Linked DNA regions of Muntiacus reevesi: region 1 is linked to region 2. The links are chromatin contacts, called in public Hi-C maps. All regions are on one chromosome and are shown on one strand. Each heading gives the region's core, a stretch centred on a gene start, on an enhancer-like site or on the middle of the called end of the contact. The rest is flanking DNA. Distances are from core to core; before and after follow the strand shown. Region 1 holds the start of TTPAL (alpha tocopherol transfer protein like). Region 2 holds the start of OSER1 (oxidative stress responsive serine rich 1).

Region 1 (4,739 bases), core at 1,206-3,705, 200 kb before region 2:
AGGTGGTTTTCTTGTCTTTGCACATCCTGTTTTCTCTGACTTGCAGGCTTCTCTCCAGTGCCTCTGGCTAATACCAATTCACCCCATTAGATGTCACTTCATGCATTCAACAGATATCAAGCACTTAATAGGTACTAGGCCCTTGACCAGGCACTGGGGGATATAGCAGTGAGCAAAGAAAAACTCCTGCCTTCACTGAGCTTACATTTTAATTAGGGAGACAGAATATAAGCAAAATAAATTGTATAGTCTACTAGAAGAGAAGGGGAAAAAAAAAGAAGATGATAAGGGCTATGCAGAGAAATAAAGCAGGCAAGGGAGTTGCAGGTGGGGGGGGTGAGGGGTGGTGGGGGGGTGGTGGATGTACCTGGAGATAGGAGTTGCAGTTATAAGTAGGGTGATCAGGGAAGTCCTCACCCTGATCAAGTGACATGTCTGCAAAGATGAAGGAGATGAGGGAGCAAGCCATGTAGGTCTGTAGGGGGAGGACAGTGCAAAGCCTGAGGCAGGACCATGCCTGGCTTTTTCAAGGAACAGGGAGGAGACCAGTATGGCAAGAGCCAAATGCACAAGGCGGAGAATATTAGCAGACGGATTTATAGAGGAAGTGGGGTCCCAAATGGTACTGGGCTTTGTAGGCCAGTAAGAGCTTAGTTACTCTGACTTTGGAGGGTTTTGAGTAGAGTGACATGATCGGATTTAGATTTTAAAAGGATCACTGGGTTGTCTCGAGAATGTAAGAGGATGACTGTAAGATGATGAGGACAGCAGCAAAGAGACCATTTAGAGGCTACTGAAATAATCCAGGTCAGGGATGACCGCGTTTGAAGCAGGGAAGACGTCTCTCTCTGGCTCCGGTCAGTTTAGGAGCGCCCCGCGCCCCCTGCAGGAACTCTGTGGCATAGCACCTCTCTCTCTGTCAATTGTAGGCAATTTGTGTGCAATATCCACAACTGTCATGTTTATCACCTTAAACACATCACTTAACAGGGTGTCAGACACATTGTCTGCGCTGCATAAATATTTGTTGAATGAGTTTAATCTGCTTGGCAGAGGTATGCTGAGTGAGGAAGAGATCAACAATCATGGTTCACAGGACCCACCCTGGGCTCTGTTTTCTTGGGAGTCGCCAACAGATGCCCGTAATTCCAATCCATTTCTTAGCCAGAAAACTGACTGCGATGTCCACGGACTACAGACCTAGCCTTAAAATCCCTCTCCAGCCCCTCTCCCACCTTTCCTCCTCTCAATGCACATTAAATGTCAGTCAAAACAAATTAATGATCAAACTAATGAACACCTCATGCGTTTCTGATACCTCTGTCTGGAGTTTCCTCACCTCATTTGTTTCCAACCAGGCAAATCATCACCTTCCAGGCCTAGCTTCAATGTCACCTCCTCTACGAAGCCTTCCTTGACTTCTCCAGGGTAACTTCAGCATTCCACAGCACTGGGTTCCTATTTCTCTTTTAGAAACTGCAGTCCAGTGTCATGTGTGTTTATCCGAAACTCTTCTGAGTCAGTTTTACCCATCCATTCATTTATTAAATAATTACTGATCACCTGTGGCGGCCACTATGCTTAGCAGTGCTGTGCACACAGCAACATACAACATAATTGCTTGCTTTATGAAATTTAACTCAGTGGAATGATGACAAGAGATAATACGTTCATGCATGTTTTACCATGTATCGAGCACTATGATTAGCATTTTATATCCATCTCTCGTTTAATCTTCACAATATTTGGTGAGAACGCTAATACTGTTAACTATTTTACAAAGGGGGGATCTGCTCACTAGAATGTGAATTTCATGGGAGCAGACAAATGGCCTCTTACATTCATTGCTCTCCCAGTGCTTGGACCATGACGGTGCTCTGTAAATAACAGTGGATGATGCGAGGAAGGGCCCAAGGGTACCCATCGCGTGAAGCAGAGCAAAGACGTGTCCAGCCCCACAGTGGGCTCCACGCTGCACCTAGAGCTTCCAGTTTAATCTCCAGGGCCCTGGCGGTATCGAATACAGCGCACGACCCGGTCAGTCTGGTGAAGGAATTGATGGGTGGGCATATAGATGGGTGCAAACACCATCTGTTAGGGGGAAGCCGGGAATCTTCCTCACTTGGAGCCTAACATTTTTCGAGCATCATCTTCCTCCCCACCCTCCCCCAAGAAGAGGTCAGGAATCCACCGTTCCTGGAACCCCAGAGCCCCCACGTCCCGTCGACAACCCTTCGAGGCCCCCCACTTCCGGCTGTCACCCCTTCCCCAGGGGTCCCCGTTTCCTGGGGTCTCTCTCTACGCGGGTGCCCCACTTCCGGTTATTCCTCCCTATCAGGGGTCCCTCTCCCCGGCCCCCAGGGCACACGGGCTCGCGGGCACTCACCGGCCCGGCTACGGGGCGGAGCGCGGGTCAATCGGCGGCGGGAGCCTCGTCCGGCAGCGCGCACAGAACCGACCCGCACTCCCTGCCCAGCCGGCCCGGCCGCTCGCGCCGGAAGTGACGTACGCAGAGCGTGGGAAGGCGGGGCACCGCCCCCGTGAGTGCGCATGTGCGACGTCTCCTGGACGGACTGGCCTTGAGTCCCCACCTGGTGGTAGAAAGCGCACCGTGGGTTCCTGAGCCTGGGGAGAGGCTGGCTGAGAGGCACCGGTTTCGGCGGCATAGGTGGGGTAGCTGAGCCCTCGAGAAGGAAGAGAAGGAGCTGCTGTTTTCCGAGAACATATTAACTATGTTATCTGGTGTATTACATCCCTTACCTCATTAAATTCTCAAACGGAATCCTGCTATTTTATGAAAGGGAAACTGAGTCAACCAGTGAAGTATAGGGCTTCAAACCTAGATCTCGGGGTTAGCATTTCAGAATTCCAGAGCTGCCGCCAGGACTGGCTGCTCCAAAGGTTAAGACTACAGTACAGGGACCGACATCTGTCTGTCTTTAGCCAAGTGACTTTGAGCAAGTCTCCATTCCTCCTTAGGCCTCCTTTCCCTCATTTGTAATATGACTCTTGTTCTGGAATCTTGATTCAGTAGTTATGTGCTTCCTGTTTTGGTGTTCATGAAGTCCGTTTTAGAGAGTGGTAACCTCAAAAACATCTATTCTGCTTTATTGACTATATGCCAAAGCCTTTGACTGTGTGGATCACAATAAATTGTGGAAAATTCTGAAAGAGACGGGAATACCAGACCACCTGACCTGCCTCCTGAGAAATCTGATGCAGGTCAGGAAGCAACAGTTAGAACTGGACATGGAACAACAGACTGGTTCCAAATAGGAAAAGGAGTACGTCAAGGCTGTATATTGTCACCCTGGTTATTTAACTTATACACAGAGTACATCATGAGAAACACTGGGCTGGAAGAAGGACAAGTTGGAATCAAGATTGCCACGAGAAATATCAATAACCTCCGATATGCAGGTGACACCGCCCTTACTGCAGAAAGTGAAGAGGAACTAAAAAACCTCTTGATGAAAGTGAAAGAGTAGAGTGAAAAAGTTGACTTAAAGCTCAACATATGGAAAACTAAGATCATGGCATCTGGTCCCATCACTTCATGGCAAATAGATGGGGAAACAGCGGCTGACTTTATTTTTCTGGGCTCCAAAATCACTGCAGATGGTGATTGCAGCCATGAAATCAAAAGATGCTTACTCCTTGGAAGGAAAGTTATGACCAATCTAGATAGAATATTAAAAAACAGAGACATAACTTTGTCAACAAAGGTCTATCTAGTAAAGCTATGATTTTTCCAGTGGTCATGTATGGATGTGAGAGTTGGGCTGTGAGGAAAGCTGAGTGCCGAAAAATTGATGCTTTTGAACTGTGGTGTTGGAGAAGACTCTTGAGAGTCCCTTGGACAGTGAGGAGATCCAACCAGTCCATCCTAAAGGAGATCAGTCCTGGGTGTTCATTGGAAGGACTGATGTTGAAGCTGAAACTCCAATACTTCGGCCACCTCATGCGAAGAGTTGACTCGTTGGAAAAGACCCTGATGCTGGGAGGGATTGGGGGCAGGAGGAGAAGGGGATGACAGAGGATGAGATGGCTCGATTGCATCACCGACTTGATGGACATGAGGTTGAGTAAACTCCAGGAGTTGGTAATGAACAGGGAGGCCTGGCGTGCTGCGATTCATGGGGTCGAAAAGAGTCGGACACAACTGAGCGACTGAACTGAACTGAACCGAACCTCAAAAAGGCTTTACTAGCCTCTGACCCCAGTCCATTAAAATCCTAAGCACTCTCTACCTCCCCGCCCATATATTCTGTACAGTTTTTGAGACAATATCCTAGGTCCCTCTTTCTTTTTTTTTTTTTTAATTGTTTTTTTTTAATTTTATTTATTAGACACACAGCATGTGGGATCTTAGTTCCCCAACCAGGGATCGAACCGATGCTCCCTCCATTGGGAGTTCAGAGTCTTAACCACTGGACCACCAGGGAATCCCCCCTAGGTCCCTCTTTCAAGCAGAATAATACTAATGTCTTGGTAAAGGCAGTGAAACACTTTTTGGATAAAAAGTGTTTTTTGGACTCAAGAGCCCAAAGCAGTATCCAGGATATGGCTTTAAACAATCTAGCCCCTTTCTTACCCCTGGAGCAAGAGGAATCCCATAGAGATGTGAACTGACGTAGGTGGGCCAGGAGAACACAAGTTTCTGCTAGATGTTAAAATGGGCTGGGGCCAGGGCGCAAGGATCTTGGGAGTTAGGAGTTTTCATTCCTGCTCTGACTCTA
Region 2 (4,821 bases), core at 1,240-3,739:
GTTTTGTGACTTCTCCCTCATTCTAAGTCAGGAGGTACCACAGTGAGTCAGGCCTATAACTAATGACTTGAAATTTCAGGCCACATCACTGAGGTATGAGTTAACAGACTTTATTTCCTAGAGGCTCTCACCTTCCAAATACTCCCCGAGAGGTGAGCTACATCCTCAGAAAGCATCCAACTTTATGATGGAGACATGCTTACCTAAAACGAAGCATTTAAAACCACTTTTGTTTTAGTATTTTAATGCCATATGTGTATAAATAAGGTAAAATGAAGAATTCATCAAAACTGTACGGAGCACCTACTAACCTCTAGGATCTGTCTTAGGCTTTGGGAATTCAATTCATCTAGATATAGTCCTAGCCCTCAAGAATGTGTGGTTTTATCTGAAGCAGTATTTTCAAATGACAGCTTAAGAACACATCTTTGGTCATGATGAAATTCACTTGGGAAATTCACTGAGGGAAAAAAATGCATTTTTTCCTGTTTCTTTCTTTTTTTTGAATAATTTTGGCCACATGAGGCAACTAGAGGGATTACAGTTCCCTGACCAAAGACAAAACCCTGGCCATAGCAGTCCACTTTTGTTTTAGTATTTTAATGCCATATGGGTATAAATAAGGTAAAATGAAGAATTCATCAAAACTGTGTGGAGCACCTACTAACCTCCAGATCTGTCTTAGGCTTTGGGAATTCAATTCATCTAGATATAGTCCTAGCCCTCAAGAATGCGTGGTTTTATCTGAAGCGGCATTTTCAAATGACAGCTTAAGAACACATCTTTGGTCATGATGAAATTCACTTGGGAAATTCACTGATGGAAAAAAAAATGCGTCATATTTTCCTGTTTCTTTCTTTTTTTTTAATAATTTTGGCCACATGAAGCAACTAGAGGGATTACAGTTCCCTGACCAAAGACAAAACCCTGGCCATAGCAGTGAAATGCCAAATCTTAACCACTAGACCACCCAGGATACTTTCCTGTTTCTTAATCTTTTCTAAGAGATGTTGAGAGATGGGCAGCAGTGGATGGCCAAGCTTTTGAGACTGTTTCAATCCTTATTTTGTCACTTTCTAGCACTGTATGACACAGGAAAATGGGCGACAGAACAAGTTATCTGAGTCCCAGTTATCCTCATCTGTAAAATGGGCAAAAATCACAAGAATATTAAATGTGAAAACATGTATATGGTTGTTGCATAGTGGAGAACAGTCATTATTAGCATTATTAGGCTTGATGTTGGAAGTTCGAAATTAACAGGCTTTTTTCATCCGTTGTCAGTTACTGAGCCTCTCCTACTAACAAGGAGATTTAGAATGTTTTACCCAGCAACCATGGCAGGCGTTATCCAGTGACCTGTACATGGGTTAGGCCTTCCAAGATCTAGCTGTAGGTAGGTTAAATATACACTTTCAGCAGCCTATCTACTTAGGTGATTATAGCTAAGGTATTGGGGAGTGGGAGGGTCCAGTTTTGGTTCCGGTGACAACTTCACATAAAGGCTGGGCAAGGACCAACTTTAGCCCATTCTATTGAGGAGTCATCTTTTCCCATACAGCGCTGACAGCTGCTCTGAGAGATTCAGACGGGAGTTTGGGTGCGGTGAGGAGAGGTACAGTGAACTCCGCAGAACCACTCTTCCTGTTGGAGGGAGTGGCAGCTGAGGGGAAGCCCACCACTTCTCAGCCTGTTATGAGTCATACAAATAGACAAGATACCTAAAAATCACCTACTTAGGTGACCTGTACAAACCTTTTTGCAAAATTTAGTATGCATGTACGTCTCTTTGTCGAGAGGGTCTACAGATCTCCCCAGATTCTCAAAGGAGTCCATGCCTGGAAAACAACAACAACAACAAAAAACAACGAGCGATGAAAATAGTCCGAATGGAGAAACTGAGGCCCAGAGATGAAAAAGCGAGTTGCCTCAAGTCAAACAACAGGGATATACTAAAACAGAGGCATTTCAGTTCCGATTCCGGTGTCACGTTCACGGTTCTGACAGTGTCGAATAGCTCCTTTCACTCTCTGCAGTCCTAGAAGATTCCTTGGGAGGCGAGGGCTCTCGTCGGAGTTCTGGAGATGTCGCAGGAAATTCGAGCGTCGAGGGGGCTCTTGCCAATCGCTCAGACGGGGTCCAATGCCGTGAAGATCCGCACCATCATGGCCGCAGCCTTGTCGACTCCAGGTACGGCTCCAGACACCAGGAGACCCGAAGTTGCGGCGGCTGGCTGGTGAAGCACGGCCACTCACTCACCTGACCAAGGGGAGGAAGCGGGCAAGCCCCCAAATCCCATCCCCAGCGAACCCTTCGCGGAGGGAGGAGCCAGTGAAGAGAATAACAGGAAATGACGTTAGGCGCACGTGTTTCGTGAGCGGCTGGCGCCAGGCTTTTGAGACGCGCGGCCACTGCCTGGCGCCTGCGCAGCCGCTGCCTCCCGCGTCGCCGAGTCCCGGAGAAGGGAGGAGAATGAGAAGTGGGCGGGGCGCGTGCCTGGGGCACGCAGGCGCACTGCGACTTCGGAGGCGCTGGTCGTCCCTCCGCGGATTTGGATCCGGGTCAGTCAGGCGCCGCGATCGGGGAGAGACGTTCTAAACTGACCGGACTGGCTTACCGGAGCGCCCCTGCTGCGAGAAGGTGAGTATACTGACGTGACGCGGACGCGCCGCGTCACCGCGTCTGGGCCTCCCGGCCCGGCCCGGCCTGACCACGGGCGTCTTCCTTTGGGCCCTCCCGCCTCACGTCGAGCCGCGTCGCCCGCCGGCGCTGGCCGCCTGGGCCGGGTCGTCCGGGCCGGGCCTGCGCCTCTCCGCGTCCCCTCGGCCACTACGGCCTGGCCCTGCCAGAGGCTCTTCTCTCTCGCCCCTTCCCGCCTCCGTGGCCCCCGCCCAGTGCCTCCGCCCTCTCCCGCCGGTCCACAGCTTCCCCTTTTCGCTCTCCTCGGCCGCCCTTTGCCCCTTCCCGCCCTTTCCCGCTGGTTCCCGAGCCCTAGTCTCGTTGGCTGCCTCTTCGGCCCTGTTCCCGCCTCCTTCTGGATCCCTCACCCCTTTGGCCCGACGCAGGCCTCTCATCCTGGCCGGGGGGGTATCCTCAAGGGGAAACTTTGCAGCGGGAGAGCCCGGGCGGGTTAGGGCGCCGGACAGCTCCCCACTTTCCGAAGCCCCCCAGGCCCTGACCTTTCCCCCAACCCATCTTGTTTAACCACGACCGACCCAGTTTCTGGGTGAAAAGAATTAACGTTGTGCTCTAGCACCGAGGTTGTAGAAGTTGAGTGGGTAGAGAGAGACGTGAACGGCCGATTGTTGCAACTTCGTCTTGTTTGCGTCTTTCAGAGTTGCTGGACAGGATTTTCTTTTCCCCGACTCCACGCTTCCTGCTGGGCTGGGAAATTTTCTAAAAGCTTTATTTAACATTGTGATGACACGCTTACGCGTGGATCCTTTATTGATCGTTCTCAGGTCTTTTCAGGGTCCGGGAAATTTGGACCTAGGCTTGTGGTTGTTAAGTGGGCTTGGTTAAAACTGCAAGATATAAATAATATTCTGAGATCTACTCTTCGTTTAAAGTCAGAGAAAATTCAGGAATTTGCCCTTTTGATGGAGGAACTTAGAAAAATTTTGTGTTTTTGTTTTTTTGAAAGGTTAAGGGAAACTCCGAATCCCCGTGTGATTTGACTTAAAGTAACTTTAAAAGTTTGACCTTTGCGGGGATTGTTCAATTTCAAGAAGATAGTACAGTAAAAATCGGCAAGAACGCCTCCCACAAACTTAATGAAGATAAATCAAGTGTAAGATCCCCGGAGTTGGTTGTGCAGCTCTTGATTTGAGTGAATGGGAAGAGGGAGGAGCATGATAAAGCCTTTTAAAATTACAAACACGCTACTATTTAGCTGTTAAGATGATACCTGAGATTCACCTTTGCTCTGGGTTAATTTAACTGAGGAAAAAGATGAATAATCAAAATGCTCGAAGTCTGAAAATAGTAGATGGAACTTCATTCCTCGAGTTTTAGTCAGTAGCCAGTTTTATTCTGGCCTGTTTTGGTTTGTAAAATGGATCTCTTAAATGTGTCAGTAAGAATGTTAGTGGAGTTTGTATTAACATCTGGAGGTCACCTACAGTATTAAGTTAGCCCTGTATAGTTAAAAGTTTTATATGAGTACAAAACATCCTAGCACAGTGTTAGGGCAGGAATGGGGTTCATAGTCCTGGTGTCAGGTTCACACTTAGATGCCTAAGCATCCAGACTAGTGCTAAAAGTACATCGTAGTGATTCTGTCAATATTTGTGTAAGGAATGGATTTCTGCCCAAATGCATATGTAGATGTGATGTGTGCTGATTTCTAGAGAGGCCAGAAGAGGGATTGTGTGGGATCCACAGGAGTGGGGAGACTGGTTCAGATGTTGTCTGTCTGTGAGGGCCAGTGTTTGGTCATAAAGTAATTGAGGAAAACTAATAAATAAAAACTTTTAGTTCTGCCAGCAGGAGGAATTTTGTTTACAGCCTACAGATAGCACCGTTTTAGATGCTGTGGAGCTTCAAAAATAAGAGAATATCTGATCTTTGGTCACCCCTTTCCCCAGGTATATATATATATATAGGACGTTATTGTGTATCTGGGAGAGGAGCCTCTAAATCTAGAACTGAATTAAGAGCTAGTGACATACGGAATCGACACCGTTTCTTCTGGTTAAATAAACCAGCAAAATATATGTGGGGAATGTATTTCAATATTTTGTTTTAAGAAGTTGAGGTGAAAACCAGATGAATTCTTTTGAGACTGTTTCCAATGTTCTCAGAGAAGTCTACCTAAAATAC

What was found. A called contact is a pair of places that touch in the nucleus more often than the background predicts.
Region 1: a Hi-C map of muscle shows a contact between it and region 2, with 5 times the contacts expected there. The contact joins the promoter of TTPAL here to the promoter of OSER1 in region 2. A contact is called at or near these places in 2 of 3 Hi-C or Micro-C datasets (blood and muscle).

The regions. Positions count from the first base shown.
Region 1 is chr2:70,866,956-70,871,694 of mMunRee1.1, reverse strand. TTPAL (alpha tocopherol transfer protein like) reads right to left here and starts at 2,455. Exons shown (of 6, transcript XM_065922047.1): 1 at 2,387-2,455; 2 at 1,340-2,043.
Region 2 is chr2:70,666,859-70,671,679 of mMunRee1.1, reverse strand. It overlaps OSER1 (oxidative stress responsive serine rich 1), which reads left to right and starts at 2,489. Exons shown (of 4, transcript XM_065922038.1): 1 at 2,489-2,640.